Regions from separate parts of the Rattus norvegicus genome. Here region 1 is linked to region 2. The links are chromatin contacts, called in public Hi-C maps. All regions are on one chromosome and are shown on one strand. The core of a region is the stretch at or near the end of the contact, and the rest is flanking DNA. Distances in the headings are between cores, read along the strand shown.

Region 1 (5,615 bases), core at 2,695-5,194, 86 kb before region 2:
GAGATTCTGGAAGTGACAACACTAGCAGTAGCTATGCCAGGGTCACTGCTGGGCTGATACCAGCTTATAAGCATCTTCTTAGCGTCAAAACCCTGTGGAGTGGGATTGCAGCACTATTCTGTCTGATTCGTTCAGAAATTTTTTTGTTTTCTTTTTTTAATAACTGAATAATTTCATTCTCCAGTCCTCATGGGAGCAGTTCAGATGGGGTTCTGGCCTTGCAAGGATACCCTGGGCCACCCCACATTGTGAAGAATGTGAGAGGAAAACCTTGAGCAGGAAGGGCAGTGGACAGGAGGCCTGCAGAGCCCGTCTGGTGCAGTACTGTGCTTCCTCTCATCTTAGAGGGCTTTGTCATGTGTACCTTGGATGGCCTGTACTTGCCTAGTGTTGCTCACCAAGGTTCTGTCTGTCACATACTGATGCTCGCCTCTGAGCCTGGCTTTAACCAATGCCCAGGAGTCAGGAGGTACTCTCTTCTCTACATCTGTGCGTCCTCAACATGCTTTCAACTCAGATGTGCCAGCCACTGTGAATCCTTATCTCTCTTTGTATCCCTCCTTTCTTCCCTCCCTCCCCTCTCTCTTATAGACACAAGCGCGTGTACACACACACACACACACACACACACACACACACACACACACACGAGTGCATGCACACCCCTGTGTGCTTCAACACTTGGGGACATGGAGAATGAGAGTTGCCATAACCCCCAGAAACAAGGCAAAGCCATAATGCAGCAGAAGGTGTCACTAGCATTGTCACAGGCCCATGTTTCTCAGGAATTGTCTCTGTCCTGGCTTGCCCTGGTCACACCTCTCCCCACTGCCTGTCTATCTGGTGCTCAGAGGTAAGGGATTCCTGCGAATGCTCGCTGCCATGCGTCCATCTGTGAACACACCAGCCCTCTCTATGGGCCCCCATAAATCATTCTGCCACAGGCTGCTGCTACTCTAAACTTCCTCCACTGTGTTTACATCTTGGGGTAATGAGGGGTGAAGGGAGGCCAGCCTGCTCCAGGTGGTGTCCCAGCCAGGCACCCACATCCTACATCCCTGGTTCCCTCCAACTTAGGTTCAAGTGTAGAGTCAAAGACCCTTCCTCCCAGTGAGGCCTCAGGTGACCTGGAGCCATCCAAATCCTGTGTTCAGGATTCCCCAGTCAAGAAACAAAGGTAAAGAAATGACGTGTTGGCGATGGCATCAAGAAACGTGGCTCCCATAGGTGGCTAGGGCAGATGGGAGAGCTTGGCCAGGTTAAAATGTTTAGAACACTTAGATGGTGGATGACAAACATGAAACTAGAGTTACACCTGGATGACAGTTCTGAGTCTCGGTCACTCAGCAAGTTCACCGATCTGGATGACTCTGATTCCCTCCCTGCAGTACAGCCCCGCTCTCTGACTCTCGATAGGACTGCAGTGCAGGGCGATGCCCAGTGGAAGCAGCCCAGTGGAAGCCTCTCAGGGGCCCACTGGCATGGCACCCGAAGCAGACAGACGCAAGAATAATTGGGTATAGGGGCTGGGGTGTAGACCATGGTGGCCCTGGTGAGGATCCAGTAGAGGCAGAAGGCAGAAAAGGAGGTGAGAGCCCTGAAGCAGGCAAGCGTCCCTGTGGGCTGCCGCAGGATTGCTACTGAGCAATGAGATGTGCAGGGCGAGATCAAAGACCAGAGGCCCTCAGAGGTCTTGCTGTGGGAGTGTAGGTGGAAGATGTGCAGGAAGGGCCGGCTCTCATTGGATTTAGGGACAAAGTGGAAGGGAATAAAACGTTTCTCTAAGAAAAGAGGTTTGTCAGAAGGGCTCCATCTGGTCCTCTGCCTCGTCTCAGAAAACTGGGGATTCGGGAACACTGGAAAGGTGGAAGGGATCCTTTGAGTGTGGGAGCCTGTGCCTTGAACGTGGCTTCCTGGAGAGCACAGGGCTTGCTCTTTCCCAAGAAGCAGTGAGGAACTTTAACAGACTGCTCTTTGGTGAAGCCTTCTCTTCCAGCCTGAGCAGAGGGAGGTGTCAGCCAGCTTCAGTTTTACCTGTTGGGGTGGAGGAGACTCCCCTCTGCCAAAGAAAAGCTGCTTTCTTTCCCTGAAGCCAGGGTCTGTTTTCCAGATCCCGTGTTGTGAAAAGGAAACTGTCCAATGTCATTTTGTCTACACTTTGCTTTCAGATACAGTTAGGGGCTTCGGACTCTTTGCTGGAGCTGACAGCCTAGCCCCCTGTTACTCCACGAGTTAGATTCCTCCACTGACCAGGACTTTGACTAACCAGACTATTTGGAGCTTCTAGTGGACTGCTGGTAGCCTGCAGACTTTCCCACAACTGAAGGATGTGGCTCTCTAAAACTCTAGGCTCCTGTGCTCAGGCTGGGTAGCCCATACTGGGCATTGGGTCTTAGTGTCTCAGTCACTTAGTGATACCTGTGTTGCAGGAGGCAGGGTTGATGAGGTCTCTGCAGAAGTACATTATTCAGTGGCTCAGGGGAGGCAATGGCACCAGCACCTAGAGGCTCAGTGGCTTTGATGCCTACTCATTGTCAGCCTTTTTAAGATAGTGCATGCCATGCCTTTGAGACAGGACCGGACTACATCAGACTGTTGTCACTAGCTCAGCCACCTGGCTGTAGAATGGGAGGTCCCAGTCAGTTTCTGGTTCTCTGTGTGGCCTGGGATAGTGCCTTTGGCTCCAGACATTGGTTCATGTTCATAAATGCACAACCGGGCCAGAGCTCTCTGGTGCCTCTTAGAACTTCCTGGAGCACACAGCATCTCAGGCTTTGGCCCTGACAACTTTCATGTCTGTGTGGAGTGGAAGACACGATGATTTAACAAGTACCTACGGTGATTCTGTCCAGGATGCTGAGGAAAATTCTGATGGCGTTAAGATCCAGACAGGGACTCTGGGTTCTGAGGTCCCACTGTCTAAGCGTCAGATCCAGGACTCACTTGTGCAGTGAAAAGGACTCTAGTCCCTTTCTGAGACGTTCCCTAGTGACACTATTCACTATATGTAGAGAGTTCTGCCACACTGCTGACTTAGGGAGATTGCTCTGGAGAGAAACTGAGTGGGGGAGGGGAGGATAGACAATCTTGGAGCAATGGGAGCCTTGGTGACAGCCCAGGGCAGGAGGTGTTGTTGACCGGAGGGAGATATGGAAGGGGGTGGCAACACCTTGGGATGTGTTCTGTACCTGGCTACTTACAGCAGGGCTCACAGTGACACTTCTGACCACAGCATCCTTTGCCTAGTAGTCCTTTCTCTCACAGGGTGGGGGCCCCTCCAGAATCTCCCCGCTACAGTGACACTGCTCATACTTTCCCAGCATGGGGATCTAACATCTTCCGAGATATCCAGCCTGTCATGGTTGCTTCTGCTTTCACCCCCAGTCCATGGGACACATGCACGAGTCAGGTGCAGGCCACGCCTGGCAGACTTTTGTTAGTGCCACTAGAGGAAGCCTCCACTTCTTCATTTTAATTTTTATCAATTAACTGATTAATTACCAGCAGTTCTGGGAGTTGAGGCCAGGGCCTTGGGCATGCTGGGCAGGCACCGTATCATGGTGCTTCATACTCAGACTTCTTTCTACTTTTTATGTTGAGCTGGACTCTCACTAATGGCCCAGGCAGGTCTCAAACTTATCTTCTTGAGCCAGCATTACAGCCCCATGCCACTTTTAAACTGTGGGGAATTCTGCCTGCTCCAAAGTGAGATGGGAACATATTATATACACCCCAAAAGATGCCCATGGAGATCCTCAGGAGTCAGGGCCCAGCCTGCCTCTAAGTGTCCACTCTGACACCTCTGTCCCTCCTTGCTCAGAGCAGGGCCTGTGGCAGCACACTAAGCCCTAGGAGAGGCTGACAGGGAGCTCCTAGACAACCCGCCCCTCCCCTGCTCACCTGTCCTCGATTCGGACCCAGAGGTCATTGAACTGCCTTGGCCGCTGATGTTTGTTTAGTTTCTTGCGCCACTTCTGCCTTCCGAACTCCTCCAGCTGGCTTAGGCTGTCCGGGAGCAGGAGGTGTGGGGACAGGACTGGATCCTCCTCCTCAGGAGGGGTTGTGGGGGTCACTGAGGTTGCTTCTGGGACTGCAGCAGCTGGGGTTGCCGGAGCTCGGCTGGCAGGAGAGGTGCCCTCAGGAGGGGGAGCTGGGCTCCCAGCAGGAGGACTGCAAAGTGAAACAGAATGTGAGCTATGTGCTCTGTGTGTGTGTGTGTGTGTGTGTGTGTGTGTGTGTGTGTGTGTGTGTGTAAAAAAGGGAATGTGGAGGGGATGTTTTCTAGGCAAGGGGAACTCCAAAGTGTCCCACTGGGATAGAATGGAGGGACCTGGGGGTGGGGACCACTGCCTGTTATAGACAGAGCATTGATTCCTTCTTTCCTCTTTTAGTCCACAGACTCCCACAGATAGCATTTTTTTCTGAAATTATCAGCAGTGACCTAAACAGATGCCCCCCCCCCCCACTGCCTATAGCTCACACCTAACGTGAAGACAGAGTAAAACACACAGGCTCTCAGGTGGCCACACTGCTGAGGAGAACGCCAACATATGGGAGAGATAGGTGCAAGGGTGGAGGGATGGAGGGGCCGGGTGGAAAATGAGGTCTATGCTCATATTTGAACTTGATCATGACTTCATTAAGCAATACCTCTGGCAGAGGGATTCTAGGCAAGTTATATAACTTTGCTGTGCCTCAGTTTCTTGTTCTGTGAAGTGGGGATAGGATGGTTTGTACCTCCCTTGGGAACACCGTGTGGTCATAAGTGCACATAGGTGAAGGGCTTAGAACAATGCCTGGCAGTAGTAGGCAGACAAGGCCATCGAGTAGTGAATGCTATTCAGGGTGCTTTTGTTATCAACTCACCCAGCTGTCTGCACTGGATGTCCATTGGTCATCTTTGAATGGAGATGGGTCAGGACTAAGTCACTGAGCTCAACCTCAAGGCTGATAGACACACTCTACCACCCATGTTATTATAACTCATGGTCCAGAATGTGTATGAGTAGAGTGCTTGGTTAGAAAGGGGATGGAGGAATGGTGTTGCCTGTCTCATCAGAATGGCATGGGTGTGAATGAGCTCAGGACCCAGCCCAGTGCCTGGTGTCTACCAAACCTCTCTGATGTGGGCTACCCAGCAAAGGGTCCTGACCACATAAGCCCTCGAGGGTCAGTTAGTCATATTTGTGGAATCTGTGCTCAAAGTAGGGTATGCCTCTCTCTCATCCTGCAGACATTCTTCCTTTTATTCTTTGCTTTCTGGGGTCCAAAAGGGATTCCTTGGGGACATCTGGCCCTGGAGGGTTGGGAGTGGTTTGAGGAACTGTGTCCAAGCAAATCACTTGTAAGGGAGGTGGCACCCAGGACTGAAGGCGGCCTACCCTCCCATTCCTCACTCTGCAACAGTGAGTGGGTGAGGGGCTTCTCTCTCTTTGAAGAGGAAAAAGCTCATCCTCTCCCAACCCCCATGGCAACTCCAGACTCCCAGGGTCTAAGCTATCGGAGATGCTGCAGCTGTTGAGGATATAATTCAAAACAGTCAGACAAAAAGATAGCTACAGGAAGCACCTGTGGCCAAGGGTGGCTTTTTATTGTTGCTGACTCCACAGCGTTCC
Region 2 (5,337 bases), core at 1,369-3,868:
CAAGCCTGATGACACAAGTTCCGTCCCTGGACCAACATGAACTGACTTCCACAAGGTGTCCTTTGATGCTCAAAGTCCATCAGATACAAAGGGTACCTGAGGGTATCAGTCAGCTAACGCCAGGATACAGAAACTGTGAAGAAATCTGAACAGATGTAATTATCCCAACTGGTTTCCCAAGAGCTGGGCTAACACCTCAGTTACTCACCACAGATAATGAGTGTCTTTGTCTAGCTGCCCAGGAAACCTGCAGCTAAACATTCACCCACAGTGTGCTGGCTGGGATCTCGTGTGTTCCCATCCCACCTGTGGCCGTAGGGGAGCAGTGCATCTTCATCTCAGGGTGGAGGATAGGATACAGGTTAGGGCAGGAGCCTGGAGAGCACTGGGTGGAGCTCCATCACCTTAGAAATGCAGACCTGGGCCAATGTTGATAATAAACCATACAGCAAACTGTATAAAAATGACATTGCTGAGTTGCAAAAGAAAACCCATGGGAATTAGCAGAACAATTAATTTCCTCTATAAAACATTCGAAACTAGCCCAAAACTCCACAGGCTCCTTCCTCAATTCCTAACTCCCTGTAAGCCAACTTCAGTGATATCAATCCCTCTCCTGGGTTCCATTTCTGCTCTACCTGTCACCTTTCTATGACATTTGTCACCAAACTTCCTCTCTTGTTCTTTATGGCATGCCCCAAACCTTGTCGCCTGTCAGCCCAGAGATGAATATGGTATAGTTCTTTGTCTTAAATGACTCAAGGGCCAATGTAGAAGCAAATGACAAGACGGTGTGACAGTTTAATGTGGATGAAGTGCAGTAGGGCATCTGGTGGGCTCGTCCACTTGGTGTCAGGGAGGATGGGCCAGCTCGAGCTGAGTATAGAGGGGAAAGTAGACATATGCCAGTCCAATCAGACAGGGAAAGGCATCTGGGTGGAGAGAGAAGCAGTATATTTCAGAAAGCTTTAGAACATCAGTGAGACACTCCTTTAAATTAGGACACATAGCAATGACGTTTAACTTAGATATTTTTGCATCGCCCTGCATGCCAGATGGTACTTTGAGTATTCCATGGGCTAGGCTCTCTTAGCTTTCACAGATGCGCACCTGGAATAGCTACCATCATCCCCATCCTACACTTAAGGAAAACCAAGGTTAGCATTTGCTGAAGGAGTTGAGAGGACTTGAGAGTTACTATAGTGGGAGCAGGACACAGGTAGGAAGGTTCAGGAAACCCAGTGTAGTGGTTGACAAGTGTGTCCTCTAAGATTATTCTGGGCCTCTATCCCTACACTCACCAAGACCAGATCTAGATTAAGGATTGAAACCTGGTCAGGGACAACTCGCTCACCAGACAGCAAGGGAAGTCACTCACTTCCAAAATCTAAAGTTTTAAAATATAAAATGGAAAGGCCCTTCCCCATCCTGCCACCAGGATGTCAGCTGATCAGGACACTGCACCCTGAATGGATGCATGGTTGCCAGCATGAAGATGGCTCACACTAGGTGCCCTGGTTTCACTGAAGACTTGTGCCTGATGTTCTGTGCCCACCGGGGAGGTGTCAGCACAGGTGGGGTGGCAGGGCCCTGTCCTTCACCTCATAGATGGGAAAGGTATGACATAGAAAAACGGGCAATGGCCTTTCCAACCTATGAGTAGGTTAGAGGGAGGACACTCAAGGATCTTGGTCCTTGGCCCTCAGGCCCAGTGTTTCTTTGCCTTGGTGACTCATCCCTTCCTGCCCTCCTGACAGTCTTTAGCTTTTTGCACCAGCACACTGTGGATCTTCATGAGGTCATTGCCCTCCGGAATGATCAGGGGCTTCCCAAAGAAGGGGAAGAGCCAAAGGACAGACAGTTTTCTATGCCTCCATCTATTGTGAAGCTTCCAGAGACATCTGGGTGAGCCATGCCACATCTGATGCAAGGTAACAAGTGTCTACTTATAATCCCATGGACTATGGATGGTGAGATTTCCTTAGAAGATTTAGAGTAGCTGCCTCCATTTGATGCTTATTGTCTCAAGCTCTCACACATACTCCATAACTAAAGAAGCAGGGGTGGCAGGTGCTGTTTGGCGGTGGGGGGAGAGGACTGTGCAACACAGAACAAGCCACAAGGCCAGGGGAGTGAGTAAGGGAGAACATCAGTTGTCCTCCAAGATTTGGTATCATCTTTCAGATATGTCTACACCACCAGGTAGGGGTGTGTGTGTGAGTGTGTGTGTGTGTGTGTGTGTGTGTGTGTGTGTGTGTGTGTGTGTGATCACAACTGATTTCTTACTCTTGGGGAAAAGGTCTGAACTCATGTCTAACACTATACAGCTTTGGTGACCACATGGGGCCCAAGGAAGCAACATCCAGACCGTTTATTATGAGCCAGGCCCCGAGGAACAGAACAGAACCTTCTCTAGGATGTTATTTTACTAGTTCAGAACCCACTTGAGCTCAGGCAAAAGCTGAACTCTAGCCATGGACTTGTGAAATATTTGAACACTCAGTGAAGTGGTTATTGGCTTCCCAAGATAAAACACTGCGTTTCATAACATGGGACAGGAGAGGATGCCAGCGCTAGGGGGACAGTGAGATGGAGAACTTTTTGTCACGTGCCTTGGCACTGACCGTGGCTGGACTGTGAGCTGCTAAGAAAGGAACAGCCTGCCTCATGGGGGTCAGGGGTGAGTGTACTGCTCATAAGTTCGTGAAGACGTGGGAATGTCACGAGATGTTGAGTTTTAACAAACAATATGGCGAGTAGGTGAGTAACACACTCACCAAGGCAGCTTTCAAGCAAGCTTTCACAAAGAATAATTAAGAATTTCCAAGTAGACATGAAGAGGAAGAGGATTCAGAGTAAAAGAACAGCAGAAGAGAAGACTGGGGGAACATTGCACTGACCTCAGGCAAGAGCCAGCACGAGGGTAGCTTGTATGTTTATGCAAACAGAAAGGGAGATAGTGTCAACCAAAGGTATAGTGAACTTCAACTTGGGTCACCTTGACCCTGGTATAAGTTCATGGTCATTTGTAAGGTTGTATATAAATATACGAGAGACCATCTCAAGCTTAATGCTCAGCTAAATGGAGACAAGTATCTGCCATCTAGAGGTTTCACATGGGCACTGGGAAGAGCATGGTGGGAAGCAATGGCTAGGATCCTGGCACCATGCCCAACTACTGTTCAAGGAGCCATGAGAACAAATACAGAAAGAATCTTGGCTATCACAGTCATGAAAGTGGAAACTCAAGTTCTGTATCTACCACTCCTCACTTCTGCATAGACCTTCTAGGGTCCTTCACAGAGGTAGCAAGACAAGGAGATGCCAGCATAAAGGAATACGAGAGGAATAGAATCAACATGTAGGCTCTTCTCTCTGCTCTTGAGAGATGAGGAAGAACTGGAAGCCAGAGCAGGGGGAGACCTGTAAGATCCTCTTTCTTGTCCACTCATTTTAGAGAGATAGGAGTGAGGCCCAGGAATGAGGAGTGCAAAGGTCCTGTGTCTTCAAAAGTCTCTTCCTACCTCTGGCCTGGGAGCTCCTCCCACATCTCCTCTGGCTGATGCAGCCTGATGAGGATGGGATGATGGAAAGACATAGGCTCTTTCTAACAGCACTGAAGTCTGTGGCAGGGCCCAAGCTGTGGGGTTCAAGTTCACTATGAGAGGTCTGGAATGCGTCTAGGGCAGGCTGAGTATGAGCATCAAAAGGAGACCAGCTCCCAAAGGAAGCAGACTGTTCAGAGTCAACAGAATGTCATCATTCTGTGGAGACTGGTTCTCAGTCCAGAGGAGGCTGGGAATTCCTATTCTATGAGGACCTATCCTCAATAGTCTCTCTCTCTCTCTCTCTCTCTCTCTCTCTCTCTCTCTCTCTCTCTCTCTCTCTCTCTGCTCCCCACCCCTTTCATACACACTGACTCTTTATAAGTTGCTCCTAAAACTTATAACTTCAACCTTCAGCTGAGAAGACCAAAGTAAGTCACTCTGTCCTTGGGGATGTTACTGTACTTTCTCAATATCCCAAGCCATCTGACGGCCTAACCCTGAGCCCCCCGACAAAGACCCCAGCCATATGTCCCTCTGGGTTTGAGCATGTCTCTTTATTCTTGTGATTCCTGCTGAGCTTTCTATTGGACCGTGTGCTACAGAAACATTTAGCATGTATTTACAGAACAAACATGTGAAGAAACCCAAGACAGACATGATGTTCCACAACTGAGAATCAAGGCTTGTAGAAACCAAAAAGAAACAGTGTTCTCTCTGCCCCACAGCGCTGCAGCCTCCTGAAGGGTCACTTCGTAATTCCTACCATGGATGTAAAAAAGAGTCAGGAGGGAGATATGCCTGCTCTGTACTGAGTAGCCACGTAACCTTGAAAAAGTTGTTCACCCTCCAAGTCTCAGTGCTGTCAACTCAAGTAGGAGGGAAAGCCCTCAGATCATAGGGCTGCTGGGAAAAATCAAATAAATGACTCATGGGAAAGAGCCATGTAAACTGTTTCAGAGAACAATGTGATGTCATCGTTGCCATGATTAGGAGAGGATGAAGCAGAGATCCAGGGATGGGGGTATGAGCCTAGCAACCCTGGAAAGCTAACTGTGGCTGTGGACCACTGTTGCCAACTGACCAGCCTGCTGCTCTCGGCCTTGGAGCATGGCATCACTAAGATAAAGGGCACAGGGCTAGTCTGGGAGCAGGGCTCTGTGGATAGCCATGGTGGGAATGGGCTGGAAAACCCTAGGGCCTCAGGATCAGAGCTTTCTGGAAAAGAGGCTAGCTACAGGTGCACCCAAGAAAGTCTCAGCATGGCTTCCCAGAAGCATACTTTTAAATATTCTAGAAATGCCTCTGGTTCAGGACCTGCCCATAAATTCCAAAAGAGCTGGAAGGGCGGTAATAAGGTGGGGGCTGTCAGTGAGTGCTACCATTATTCAGAGACTGATGACAGCAACAGTACTCATTCATGTTTGTGACTACTTGTTAAATATGCATGTAAGTGCCAACTGCGTGCTGGCTCTGGGTGACAGGCTGGGCCACTCCTGCATACATCCCTTCAGTCACCAATCCGGTAATCACCAATGTTTACTGAACCCTTCTTCTGTGCCAGGTAGATTTAGTAGGGAGAGGGGCATATGTGGCCCTGTTCATATTAAAGTACACTTGGGTGGGGACAAAGAGAACATGTTACAAATCTTCCTTACCAGAGGAAATCCAAGTAGGGGTGGAGAAAAATGTTGGGAATGAGCAAGAGACTGTGGGTGGATCTGCATAGGCAGCTAGAAAGGACTCTACAAAATGGTGAAATATTAGTCAAAGCTCAAAGCACAAGAACTCA

The links. Hi-C and Micro-C count contacts between places; a contact is called where the count stands out from the background.
Region 1: a Hi-C map of liver shows a contact between it and region 2, with 2.2 times the contacts expected there. The contact joins two enhancer-like sites. A contact is called at or near these places in 5 of 12 Hi-C or Micro-C datasets (the Rat2 cell line, kidney, liver and 1 more).

Annotation. Positions count from the first base shown.
Region 1 is chr5:133,368,325-133,373,939 of GRCr8, reverse strand. Trabd2b (TraB domain containing 2B) reads right to left here. Exons shown (of 8, transcript XM_006238601.5): 6 at 3,901-4,170. Among named protein-coding and RNA genes, the nearest start is that of Trabd2b, 190 kb to the right of the region's middle. Within about 2 kb of position 3,944, at least 6 of the 93 cell types and tissues checked have an H3K27ac peak or open chromatin away from gene starts, as enhancers often do. A contact at or near this core is called in liver, where this site is marked.
Region 2 is chr5:133,281,127-133,286,463 of GRCr8, reverse strand. The region is part of intron 2 of Trabd2b (TraB domain containing 2B); the gene reads right to left. Among named protein-coding and RNA genes, the nearest start is that of Trabd2b, 110 kb to the right of the region's middle. Within about 2 kb of position 2,618, at least 4 of the 93 cell types and tissues checked have an H3K27ac peak or open chromatin away from gene starts, as enhancers often do. A contact at or near this core is called in liver, where this site is marked.